Linked DNA regions of Sus scrofa: all the other regions are linked to region 3. Evidence: chromatin contacts called from public HiChIP or PLAC-seq and promoter capture Hi-C data. All regions are on one chromosome and are shown on one strand. Each heading gives the region's core, a stretch centred on a gene start, on an enhancer-like site or on the middle of the called end of the contact. The rest is flanking DNA. Distances are from core to core; before and after follow the strand shown.

The links. Promoter capture Hi-C pulls out the DNA fragments that hold promoters and counts their contacts. HiChIP or PLAC-seq counts read pairs in DNA pulled down with a chosen protein or histone mark.
Region 1: a contact with region 3 is called in a promoter capture Hi-C map of liver, with 5 times the contacts expected there. The contact joins the promoter of ZNF629 here to the promoter of ZNF646 in region 3. A contact is called at or near these places in 1 of 5 promoter capture datasets (liver) and 1 of 2 datasets of contacts at active chromatin or transcription factors (alveolar macrophages).
Region 2: an H3K27ac HiChIP or PLAC-seq map of alveolar macrophages shows a contact between it and region 3. The contact joins the promoter of PHKG2 here to the promoter of ZNF646 in region 3. A contact is called at or near these places in 1 of 5 promoter capture datasets (fetal liver) and 1 of 2 datasets of contacts at active chromatin or transcription factors (alveolar macrophages).

Annotation. Positions count from the first base shown.
Region 1 is chr3:17,607,549-17,611,411 of Sscrofa11.1, reverse strand. It overlaps ZNF629 (zinc finger protein 629), which reads right to left and starts at 1,312. Exons shown (of 3, transcript XM_005653002.3): 1 at 913-1,312.
Region 2 is chr3:17,654,799-17,658,791 of Sscrofa11.1, reverse strand. PHKG2 (phosphorylase kinase catalytic subunit gamma 2) reads left to right here and starts at 2,151. Exons shown (of 10, transcript NM_001166317.2): 1 at 2,151-2,235; 2 at 2,557-2,669. The coding sequence starts at 2,575.
Region 3 is chr3:17,404,630-17,408,723 of Sscrofa11.1, reverse strand. It overlaps ZNF646 (zinc finger protein 646), which reads left to right and starts at 2,094. Exons shown (of 3, transcript XM_021086398.1): 1 at 2,094-2,516. ZNF668 (zinc finger protein 668) reads right to left here and starts at 2,461. Exons shown (of 4, transcript XM_013987708.2): 1 at 1,940-2,461.

The DNA.
Region 1 (3,863 bases), core at 63-2,562, 200 kb before region 3:
GGCAGGAGCCAGCAGAACCCTGCCACATAACAGGAGGAGATGGGAGTTAAGATTTTAGGAAGTAAATGAATTGCTTCATCTCTGCAGCTCCTTACGTTGTGAGAACCCCCACTCCCAGCCCTAAACGTCTTTGGGGACATGGAAGCAGGGACCTCTGCCAAGCTGGGCGGCTGCCCCCGCTATGTTTGCTGAGGACAGGTAAGAGCTTGTGTACCTTGATCGTCTGGAAAATTCAAACTCAGCGGTCCAGTGTAGAAGGGAACGGGTTAATGACAGGGCCGACATGGAGTATGAAAGTGGGGAGAAGGAGCGAGGCAAGAAGTGCTGGGGCCTGCACCGGCCTCTCCTCGGACCTCAGGCCAGTCCCACGGCGGAGGGAGGGCGAGCGAGAAAAAAGGAGAGGAGGAAGGCTGCTTTCCAGAGAGGTGTGGAGAGCGGCCCAGGGTGACCCTGACATGGAGGCAGCTGCGGGAATGCAGCCGCCCTGGCCTCGGCCCCCCCGCGCCCGCACCGGCCGGGACCCTGGACTTCTGCTCCAGCCGGTGCCCGCGACCCTCCTTCCGGCGCCCAAGCCCCAGCCCCCGCCCGGCATCCTCCCCTCCCCTCCCCCGCCCAGGGCACCCAGGATTCCCGGCTCGCCCGCGGCGCCCCAGCCCCCGGCCCGGGCGGCCGAATTCCCTCTTCCCAGAATCCTCACGCCCTCCCCTCCCCCACAGCCAGACCCTCGCGCTCTTCCCAGAATCCTCGGCCCTCGCGGCCCCTGCCCGGCCCCCACCCCTGCCTCGGGCGGCCCGGGGGCGGGGGAGGGGGCTCAGGCCCGGGCCCGCCCCGCCTCCCGCGCCCCATTGTTCCCCGGCGGCCGTCCCGGGCCCTGCGGGCCACCCCCCGGGAACCCTGGCGTCCCCAACTCACGGCTCTGGGGTCTGGGAGAGGCCGCAAGGCAAAATCCAGCCCCAGGGGACTTAACCCCTTGAATGCCCTGCCTTGGGGGGCGGGCTAGATGCCGAGGACTCTGGGGTCCTTCTCAAGGGGTGATCCCAGGCTGAGGACCCGGGGACCAGTTCAGGGTGACTGGGACGGAGCAGGAAGTGACCCCAGCTTCCCGGGCCCCTCTAGCCTGGAGTCAGAGCATCAGCTCTATGGGATTTAACCCTTTGGCTCCCACAGCTTGGGAAAAAAAAGAGTACGGGGAAGCGGGGAGGTAGCCGAGACGACGCCCCTCTCTCCGTCTCCAGTGGGAGCTGGTTCTGGGGGAAACCCAGACGCCAGTGAGGGGCTCCAGATTTCTGGCCACCTACTACCATCTCACAGGGGCTCCGCCTGCCGCTCCCGGAAAGCCCTATCTCTGATTTGGTGGCTGCTGTTCCCCCGGGGCCTGCCTTTGTTGGGACTCAGACCCAGGGTTGGGGCTTGGAAGCCCCCGGGGTTGTGGGGTGGGAGCAGGGGCTGGCACGACACACCCAGAGCAGGAGCATCCTACAGACTGAAAAATGGCTTCGATGAAGTGAGAAGTGACAGCAACAAGAATTTGGGCTGAAGGGACCAGCACAACCAATGAGACATTTGTGGCAGCCTGTGCCTCTGGCCCCAGCCTCACGGAGGGTGTTGGCGGCCCCTCATCCTCAAACAGGTCCCCTGAGAGGGGGAAACCAAGGCCCTAGGGGTGGCAGGAGGGAGGAGAGCCAGACCTTCTCCCCGTAGCTCTGAAGGCACCCTGCTCAGAGCAGAAGAAACCTCTTGAAAACCTGGGGGAAATGTAGGAACCTCCCAAGGTCCAGGTTATCTGGGCTTCGGATTTTTACAGCCGTTATGTCTTTCCTTCCTCTACACAAGCCGTGATTGTCCCCATTTCACAGAAGAGGGAAAAAAAGGTGTGAGAAGTGAGGCAGTGGCTTCAGGCCCTGCCATCCTTACTTAAATGTAACACATTGGTGTATGGAAAGCCTTTTATTATACGGCAATGTGGGGACACCTCAAAGTGAAACATCAGACTTTCTGCCCTCAAGAACTCAAGAGGTTTGGTGTGTGTGTGAGAGAAACACAAAGGAATTATAGGAAAGCGTCAAAAGGGCTAAATGTCCAGAGATATGAGGGAGCAAGAGAAGGAACAAACCCTGAGGGAAAGGTAAAGGGGACACAGCTCCTCTGGGCCTGCATCTGGGCTTTGGAGCTGTGGGCTTGGCCTCTGCTCCCTTATCAGCACTGTCTCCTTCTTGAGGCCTATCACCATCTAATCCCTGGCTCCCATCACTGTTGACAACTCCCTCTCACCTTAGGGCCTCTGGCTTCCCCTTGTTCTCCTCCCCCCCTTGTTCTAGAAGCAGCCACCTGCATTACCTGGACACAATTTGACTCTCCTGCACACACAGGCATGCAGGTCAGCTCCACCAGGGCAGGGGCTTGGCCGTGCCTAGAACAGGGACTGGAAGGGAGCAGGTGCTCAGTGTGTGGAACAAAGCTGTCCTGCCTCAGGTGTTTCTAGATTAAGCCCTGAGGCCCCAGGAGATGGGACAAAGTTGGGCAAAGGCACCACTGCTGGGCTCCAACTACACAATCACATTTGCCCACAGACCCCACCCCACCCAAGACACAGGTGAGGACGAGGCCAACTGGGGATCAGAGAGGCTTATGGGCACATCCTGAAACCCTCTCTTGCTCTCCCAGGGCTACAGAAAGCTGATCTGGACCTGGGTCAAGGAACAGTGAAAGGTGAATTTGGCCTACAAGGCTTGGGGGGCTTCTTTAAACTGAGTTAATTTGCCACATTTAAAAATCAGTACAAGGAGTCCCAGTCGTGGCTCAGTGGCTAACAAACCCGACAAGTGTCCATGAGAACACAGGTTCAATCTCTGGCCTTGCTAAGTGGGTTGAGGATCCAGCATTGCCATGAGCTGTGGTGTGGGTCACAGACACAGCTCAGATCTGGTGCTGCTGTGGCCTGGCAGCCATGGCTCCAATTCAACCTTTGGCGTGGGAACCTCCATATGCTACCCATATGGCTGTAGAAAAGACCAAAAAAAAAAAAACAAAAAACAGTACATTTCCTAATAAAAATACAAATCGTGGAAAATCCAAAGTTGTGGCAAAGACCCAATGGGCAAGAGAGCCAGGAAACCTTGTCCTGAGTACCTGGGAGACCTTCTACTCCCCTGTTCTATGGAGGGGAGTGCACTGAGGGCAGGATGCAAGGACAGAGGAGGTGAAGCCAGAAGAAGGCACTCTCCTCACTCCTTGTCACAAGGACAGCTGAGGATTTGGAACTGACCCCCCTGACCACAGGGTGTGGGTTATTTTTTGAGGAAGAGACTATAAAGGAAGAACTTGATGGAATCCTCAGGGAACCAGTCAACCTAGGAGTTCCTGTGTCTGAAAGCTCAGACTTCCGAAGATGGAAAGGACCTCCCAGGTCCCCCGAGCCAGCTCTCATCTCACATTTGAGGACCTCATTCCTAAAGAGCAGCTCAATGCTATTACATTTTCATAGGTGTACAACAGTCATCACAACCAAATTTTATAGCATTTCCTGCCTGAACCATCTGTGCCTCCCCCCCCATCTCATTTGGAACTTATTTTCCTTGTGTAAAAACAAAGTTACTGAAGACCACATGACATTTAGGAGTGCATAAAATTAACATACTTAAGTGAATGTATATATATACACACATATAAATACATACAAAAATAAAACAAAATCTGTATTAAGGTATAGTGTGAAATAACTCTAGCCACTAACCTTTCAGGGCCTCAGTTCCTTCATCTGCAAAATGACAGGGTCAACCCAGTGTTCTCCACCCACAAGAGGTAGACTCCATGCATAACTTCTGTGTACATCTCAACTATTGTGGGGCACTCACATAGGTGTC
Region 2 (3,993 bases), core at 902-3,401, 250 kb before region 3:
TTTTCCATTGTGGTTTAGTGATAACAAACCCAATTAGTATCCATGAGGACTTGGGTTCCATCCCTGGCTTCATTCAGTGGGTTAAGGATCCAGTGTTGCTGTGAGCTGTGGTGTAGATAGAAGACGTGGCTCGGATCCCGAGTTGCTGTGCCTGTGGTGTAGACCAGCAGTTACAGCTCTGATTTGACCCTTAGCCTTCGAACTTCCATCCATATGCCTCAGGTGCGGGCCTAAAAAGCAAAAAAAAAAAAAAAAAAAAAGTCTATATAAATATCCTGTTCCCCAGCAAATTTTCACCAGTAATTTTAAGCCTATTTTGCCCAAGTCAGTTATTATGAGGCTTACAAAATGTTGATGTTTTAACTTTATTTCTGCATTTATTATCTGGCATTCCACTATAAAGAACGTCTTTTTCTCCATTTATTTATTTACAATTTTAGTGTCAGCGTGGTCTCAGAGTTTTTGTTTGTCTTTGGTCTCAGAGTTTTAAAATTCATTTTGTTATATTCATTGCTGCCATTAGCTTTCTTAAACTGTTTTGTTGAAGTATAATTTATCTACAGTAAAGTACACAGATCTTAGGTGTGCTGACTGGTGAATGTTACATGAACACACCTGTGTAATCACCTCCTAGGTGAATGGAACATTTCTAGCACATCAGAAGGTTCACTCATGACCCTCTCAGTCTCATCATTCTTTTTGTCCCTGATTTCAACCTGGTTCTTGTGTCTAAGTCCCCATCTTTCTTCACTTTCTGGCACAAATTATTCCAGGTTCATCTTGTACAAGAAAGTACAGAGAAAGTCTCCAGCCTGGGAATTAGGCTGAGTCTCCCAAGGAGCTCTGGTTTCTTTTGAGGAAGGTTACTTTGAAATCAGCATCTAGACACTAGCTGTGCTCACTCTAATGGGGATGTTTTTGCTGCTAGGCCCTTTTAGAGGTGAGAGCTAGAAAATACCTAATTTTATCTATTTTAAAAATTATTCCTAAAATTATGCCTCCAATTTCAATCAGTCATAAGGTCCTTTCTGTTCCCCATTCCAAATTCTATATTCCTACAGTAAGAACCCTGACTGCCAAATACATCAATATGTTTATTCATTTGTTCAGTTTCAAAATAATTATTCCATTATACTACCAAGCCGGTCTACCAAATATGGTGTAAGGTCAAAATACTCTTAAAAAGTTACTTGTATTCATTTTTTAACTTCTTCCACGTTTGTGATCCCAAAGTGACATTTCTAAGATAGTTGTTAGGTTAAAAGAATTCATTCTCTGCCTCTTTCTCAGGAACATAACTTCCACAAGGGTAAGGACTTTTTTTTTTTCTTTCTTTCTTTCTTTCTTTCATTGCTGTTAATCTAACGCTGAGACGCTCAACAAATATTTGTTGAATGAGTAAATGAATGTCAGGGTTGAGCTATGCACTAATATCTATGAAGTCAGTCGCTCCTGCAAGAATCTCACAACTTGGTAGGCTTAGAGCAGAGTGTGACACCATCCAAGGCTTTTGGGAGCGGGTGGCGGAAGACTGGGAAGATGTATAACCCCAGGTGTGGGCACTATGGCTTTGGAGGTATCCAAGGTTTGGAGCAGCCACAAGACGAGAGAGTCTCTAGTGGCTGACTGGCCACAGCTCATTCAAGTTCGAACCAAAGTGGCCAAGTTGAGCTGCAAGCTGCGAGCCCCGAGCGTTTTAAAGGCTGGAGGCTGCCTCTCAAGGTAAGAGCTTTGGATCAGCTGCTAATGTTTTTAAAAGTCGAATTCACATAGAGATTCTGGGAGACTGAAAGTGCCATGCCCAAAAACGAGAGTCAGAGGCGCATTAAGCCCCGCGTCCCGGGTACGCGGAGGTTACACTTCCCGGTAAACCTAACTTCCGGGTCCCGCTCCAAGGCCCCAGCTCCGCAGGTCAACAAGCTCCTCCCCTGCTGACCTCGCGGATGCCGTATGCTGATGGGTCGTATCTGAAGCCCCGCCCTAGCGTCGCAACCATTGGTAACTCCAAGCTTCCACTCCCGCGCCAGCCCAGAGATTCTCGGCTTCTTATTGGACTATCAGCTTTCAATCGGAGGGGTCTTTGAACTTCAGTTTTCAGGTGGCGCTGGCCATTGGTGGACAGGATGGGGGCGGGGCCTGAGGTTTTTGCCGGTACCGTCTCGGGTAAGGGACTAGAGCAGAACCCCGCGACTGAGCTGCTTTGACTCTACTCTTGCTCTTCTCCCCGCCCGGCGGGTATGTCCCCGCGAGACCCCGCGCCCCGTCCCGGCGCCTGCCCAAGTGCGCCTGCGCAGCAACAGCCACCGGCCCGAGTGCCCCTTCCCCCCTTCCACCGCACCTTTTCCCTTCCCCCCCTGCCCCCTCCTTGCCTTGCCACCCTGTCCCGACCCCTAAAGGCCCTTTCGTGGGGTCTCCCCAGTCCCGATCCTTCCCCCACCCCGTCCCCCATCCCTCAGGATCCTGGCTCCCCAGCCGCAAGGGCTGCGCCCCCGTGAGCCGCGATGTGCGTCCTCTCAGAGCCTGTGGGCCTCACTGCCCTCCGTTTCCTCCACACAGGCGCCCCCCTCCTTCAGAATGACGCTGGACGTGGGACCAGAGGATGAGCTGCCCGACTGGGCTGCGGCCAAGGAGTTTTACCAGAAGTACGACCCTAAGGACGTCATTGGCAGGTGAGGCCGCGCCCAGTGAAATGGAGGTCTTGAGAGGTCAGGTCCTAGCCAGGATACACAGTTCCCTCTGAGGGCTGAGAGTTCTAAATGGGAAGGGTTAGTGGGGAGCAGAGGAACGTTTAGTGACTAGACTCATTTGTTCTGGGTTAATCCCCATTTTTCCACAAATTCATTCATTTATGTATTCGACGAACAATTCAGGCACCTCCTGTGCCAGGCACAAAGGTGAACACAGGGAGCATGGAACAGATGTTTATGCTCTGGAGGTACTCCAAGTGAAGTGACTAAAAGATATATGAAAAAGTATCAGGCTATGTAGAAAGTGCTGCGGGGTCTCAGAAAACCACAGCTTCCCAGAAGGGGTGATATTTGGGTCTTGAAGGATGAACAGGAGTTCAGCACACAACAAATAGAAGGAAAGCCCCACTTGTAGAGGCAGTGGCAGATACATTTATACATGAGGGTTTTCTAGGCACATACAATGTGCTGGGTGCACTGTGCTAGGCACTGGAGATGTAAGATCTATCTTACAAGGTTTCTGTTCTCCTGGAGTTTCTATTCTAGCGGTAGAGAAAGACAGTAAACAGGAAAACAAGTTAAAGTTCAGTGTCAGTGCTAGGGAGAAAATGAAGAGGGTGATGGAACAAGAGTAATTAATGGAGCTGAGACTTAGAGCATGAGAATGAACAAATCATGAACTGAGGCAGGATATATTCCAGACAGAGGGAATGGCAAGAAAAGGGCCTATTCACAACACAGATAGAAGATCATAGTGGCTAGAATATGGTGTGAGTGGAAAAAGGGGGAGGAAATTAAGTTGGAGAGGTAAATAGAGGTTGGATTGTGTAGAGCCTTGGGCCAAGATAAAAAATTTAAATTTTGGAGTTCCCATCCTGGCTCAGCAGAAACAAATCTGACTAGTATCCATGAGGACGATGGTTCGATCCCTGGCCTCGCTCAGTGGGTTAAGGATCCGGAATTGCCATGAGCTGTGGTGTAGGTCGCAGACGCGGCTCAGCTCTGGCATTGCTGTGACTGTGATGTAGGCTGGTGGTTAGAGCTCTGATTCGACCCCTAGCCTAGGAGCCTCCATGCACTGTGGATGTGGCCCTAAAAAAAAGACCAATTAAAAATAAAAAAAAAAAAAGAATTTAAATTTTATTCTAGTGACACTGGTATCTTCAAGCAGGGTACTAGCATGATCTGACTTACATTTCTGTGATTTGGGACCTAGTAACATCCTTTCTGTGCCTCAGTTTCTCCACTGTAAATGGGGGATAAAAATAGATCCTGCCTTGTAGGTTGCTGTGAGGATGGAAAGGGT
Region 3 (4,094 bases), core at 845-3,344:
TACATTTTATGGTTCAGTTGTTAATTCTGAGAGCCAGGAACCTTTATATTTTTTTTATTTTTTATTTTTTTTGTCTTTTTGCTATTTCTTTGGGCCACTCCTGCGGCATATGGAGGTTCCCAGGCTAGGGGTCGAATCAGAGCTGTAGCCCCCGGCCTACGCCAGAGCCACAGCAATGCAGGATCCAAGCCACGTCTGTAACCTACACCACAGCTCACAGCAACGCCGGATTGTTAACCCACTGAGCAAGGCCAGGGATCCAACCCGCAACCTCATGGTTCCTAGTCGGATTTGTTAACCACTGCGCCACGACAGGAACTCCAGGAACCTTTATTAATCTGCATCCTTTCCACATAGAACCATGCTTGGTGCCCCCAAAACAAACTGAACAGATCAACCTCTGAGACAGTATCTGAATCCAGGTCTAAAGACTCTGCCTCCCCCACAGTAGGAGTCTGTAAAAACGTCAGTTTTATCAACCGAATTTCTCTGCCTTTCCAAGTTCACAAGTTCCAGTGCAGGCAGGCAGCTAGTGCTCCATTAGACCCCTAGCCTGGGAACCTTCATATGGTGAGGGTGTGGACCTAAAAAGACAAAAGACAAAAAAACAAAAACAAACAAACAAACAAAAAAAACGAGATCCCAGCTCTTTCTCCCCCCACCCCACCCCACCCCACAGTCGATTCATTGCTCTGGTGAGGGAGCCCTGTCTTTGTTTACTACTGGATTTAGGTGGGGGATGCCATCCTGCTGCTAGAATAGGCTCTAAATGCCAGGAATGCAGATTTAATTCCCAAAGGGTTTAGGCTAGAACCCTGCAGGCAGGGATGAAGTGAAGAGCCCACTTTTTATCCTCTCTCCATCTCAGTCTCCCCACATGTAAACAAGTAGTCACCGGTAGGCCTCACAGGCCACGGGAGATCCGGTGAGATAGCAGATGGGGAACTGTGAACCATGCAGAGAGGCGAGCTAGTCATCTCCTGAACATCCATGCAATCTGGTTAGCCCATAACCTAATCCCAACCCACTTTTTTCAGCCTCACCTCCAGAGGCACTGTGCCCCTCCGCACCATAGCTCCAGCCGCAATTCTCAAACTTCCCCACCTAAATACATCCCCGTACGCAGTTCCCTCTGCCTTCTCCTGTTGGAAAACTGTTGCATCCTTCAAATACCTGCTTCCCCAGTGCCCCCAGGAATAATTAATAGGTAGTAGAGGTAAGGGCACCACTACACTCTGGGCCTCAGTTTTCTCATCAGAAAAGTGGGGTCTCTGAGGCACGTGGGAGTTTGAAGGGCGTTAGAGCCAAGATCTGCGAAATCCCTGCGCTTCCAGCTCCCTGCAACCATCTATGTGTCCGCATCCCTCCAGGCAGAGAGCCCCGCAGGGCAGGGCCCTGGGCTGACTCTTCGCAGAAAAAGCCCTGGGAAAACGTGGCATCGGATAATGTGGCAAGAAGAAAGGAACGATGAATGAGAGAATGAACAAATGAATGGACCGAAGGCCAGGCTCTGGACAAAGGCCTGCAAGATGGCGTTCTCTAGGACCGCGGGAGGGGCGGCCGAGACCTCGACCGGGGAGGGGGCCGCCGGCACCAGAGAACCGTGCAAGGCCGGCCGCGCGCCTGGGACAAAAGCCCGCAACATGGCGGGCTCTAGGACCCTCGGGCCCGCACCATGCAAGGCGGGCAGCCGTGCCGGCCGAGACCAGGCGTCCGCTGCAGCCGGCCCGCCGGGACAGCCGGCGGGTTCTAGGACCCGCTGGGCCCGGAGCCCGCCCGCGCCCTCCCGGGGCCGCACTCCTCCCGCCCCGCCCGCGCTGCTCGCGCCAGGCTAACCCCATCCGCCCTCGGCACCCACAGGGAAACTGAGGCCCGCTCGGATCGCGTCCGCTCTGGGGCCGCCTGGGGGCCCTTGAGGACTCCTGCCGGCGTTTCCTACCTGAGAAGACTCGGGCCGGCTCCGTGGCGCCAGCGGCAGCTCCTCGCACCGACAGAGCCCGGGACACAGCCAGGGAGGGGCAGGCGCTAGGACCCAGCGGGTGGGGGTGGGAGGAGGCGGAGCCAACGAGCGGAAGTGGAAGGGAGCTTTCCTCCCTAGGGAGGAACACAAAGTGTACCGGCGCACCCCCAACCGAAGGTGGAGGAGAAACCCTTTGCAAGGGGTCTCTGTGGGTGCTAATGACAGGGAACACCGGAGTAGGTTTGCGGGTGCACTGGCTATTGCTAGCCTGGGGAAAGGTCACCGTGAACTAGAAGGTGGGAGGACAGAAAGGCCATGCTCAAGACTTGGAGTACCTAAGTCCGCTTATATTCATTCCACAAAATTTCCCTTAATAACAAGGAGTGAATGAAGCTCCCTCCATCTGTCTTGGGAAGTTCTTCAGGGAGCCCCCCGAAAAGTGTCGCCAAAATACTGAGGCCAGGGCTGCAGAACCAACCCTTTTTTTCCCCTCCTCTGCGCTCAGCCAACATGCACCGGAACGATTTTAGCGGCTCTTCCCGGAAGTGTGGCTAAGGTTAGTGCAGAACAACGCAGCTTTTGACCTACGTGGGCGGGGTCAGAGTCGGGTAAGCTGTGTCTCTCCTAGCACCGGAAATGTGGCTGCTTGGAGGCGGGACAGAAGTATTCTCAGGGCGGAAGTTTCGCGGGGAAGCTTTTGCCGCCAGGACACTTCCTGTTTCCTAATAACAATAGGAAGTGTCCGAGGAGGTGAGGGTAGACTGCTGGCTCGTGCCAGCTGCGCCCTCTTTCCTCTACTTCCTTCCTTCTCCCCCTCTCCTTTCCCTCTTTCCCTCCCCTCCCACTTCCCAGGAGCCCTGGTGGAGTGTGCGTGTGTGGGAGCGCGAGAGCCCCCCAACAGCCACCCCTTGGGGCGCGCGGCTGCAGTTAGGGTGAGGGTCCCAGTGCGCAGGCGCGCTCCCGTTCGCCGTCCCCAACGGACGCACCCGCGGCGGGAACGAGAAGGGGTCACCGGTGCGAGGTAGGGGTCCTAGGAGAAAACTGGCCTAGGAGATGAGTGAGGTTAGGACCTCACTGGTGGTTGATGACGAGAAGAGACTCTTGAGCGAAGGGGCTTGGTGAGGTGAGGATTTGGGGAGCAGGTTCAGTAAGGGGTTTAGAGTCAGAGATAGGAGTTATATTAGGGTCCCGTGGGAGTGAAGGGTCAGAGAAGGCCAAAGTGATGTAGGAGGCATGGGGCCTGCTATGGAGAGAGCAAGGGCTTTGGAAAGAAGCTTGCCAGAATAGTGGGTTGGCCAGTGTGTAAACTGAGGTAACAGGCATTGCAGTGTGTTGTGAAGGCTAAGTGACACCACACCTGTTCTTTACTTAGCACAGTGCCTGGCACATGGTAATACTTAGGTAGCAGGGGTTGCTCTTGTCATCAGTATTATGAGAGAAGATAGAAGAAAAAATCAGAAGGGATGCTGGAGTGTAAAGTGAGGAGGCATGGGAAAGAAAAAAGGTAGGGGGTGAAGAATCAGAAATGAGATGGTATTTCCGAGATGGAAGATAGTTTGAAATTCATAAAGGAGACTTCATGACCCTGAAGGGAACAGGGGAGATGGGGGAGCACCTTTCTCAGCCCTTTCTCTCAAGAGGGCCTCTACCCTCACCTCTCAAGTCCTCAGCTGCCAAGTGAAGAAAGAAGCTACTTTCCCAGGGCCTCTCAGCTACTCTGGTTAGCTGACAGGTGCAGGAGAGAGGATTGGACTTATCTTACTGAAGGTCCTAGGGAAGGTACATCTTCCCTTTAAGATGTCATGGAAGACAGGTTGTTTGTTTCAGAATTAGAGAGAGGAGAGGATTAGGGCCAGTAAAGACTTTTTGGATTTGATCTCCAGACAGGATAGTAGGTTTTTGACAGAGGTAAACTGCATTTATTTAGATGGTAGATTCCTCATCTAACTAAATGAGTTAGGCCTAGGGAAGCAGCCATGTCTGGGGAACTTGTATGATGGTGCTTCTGAAATAACAGATCCAGTAGAAAGCAGGTCTCTGGGCATGGTGGCTTCGGGGACTTCTCCATGCCCTCTGATGAACTTGGTGCTTATAGAACCAAGAGGCAAAGTTAATTTAGGCCTGCCTTCTGTTT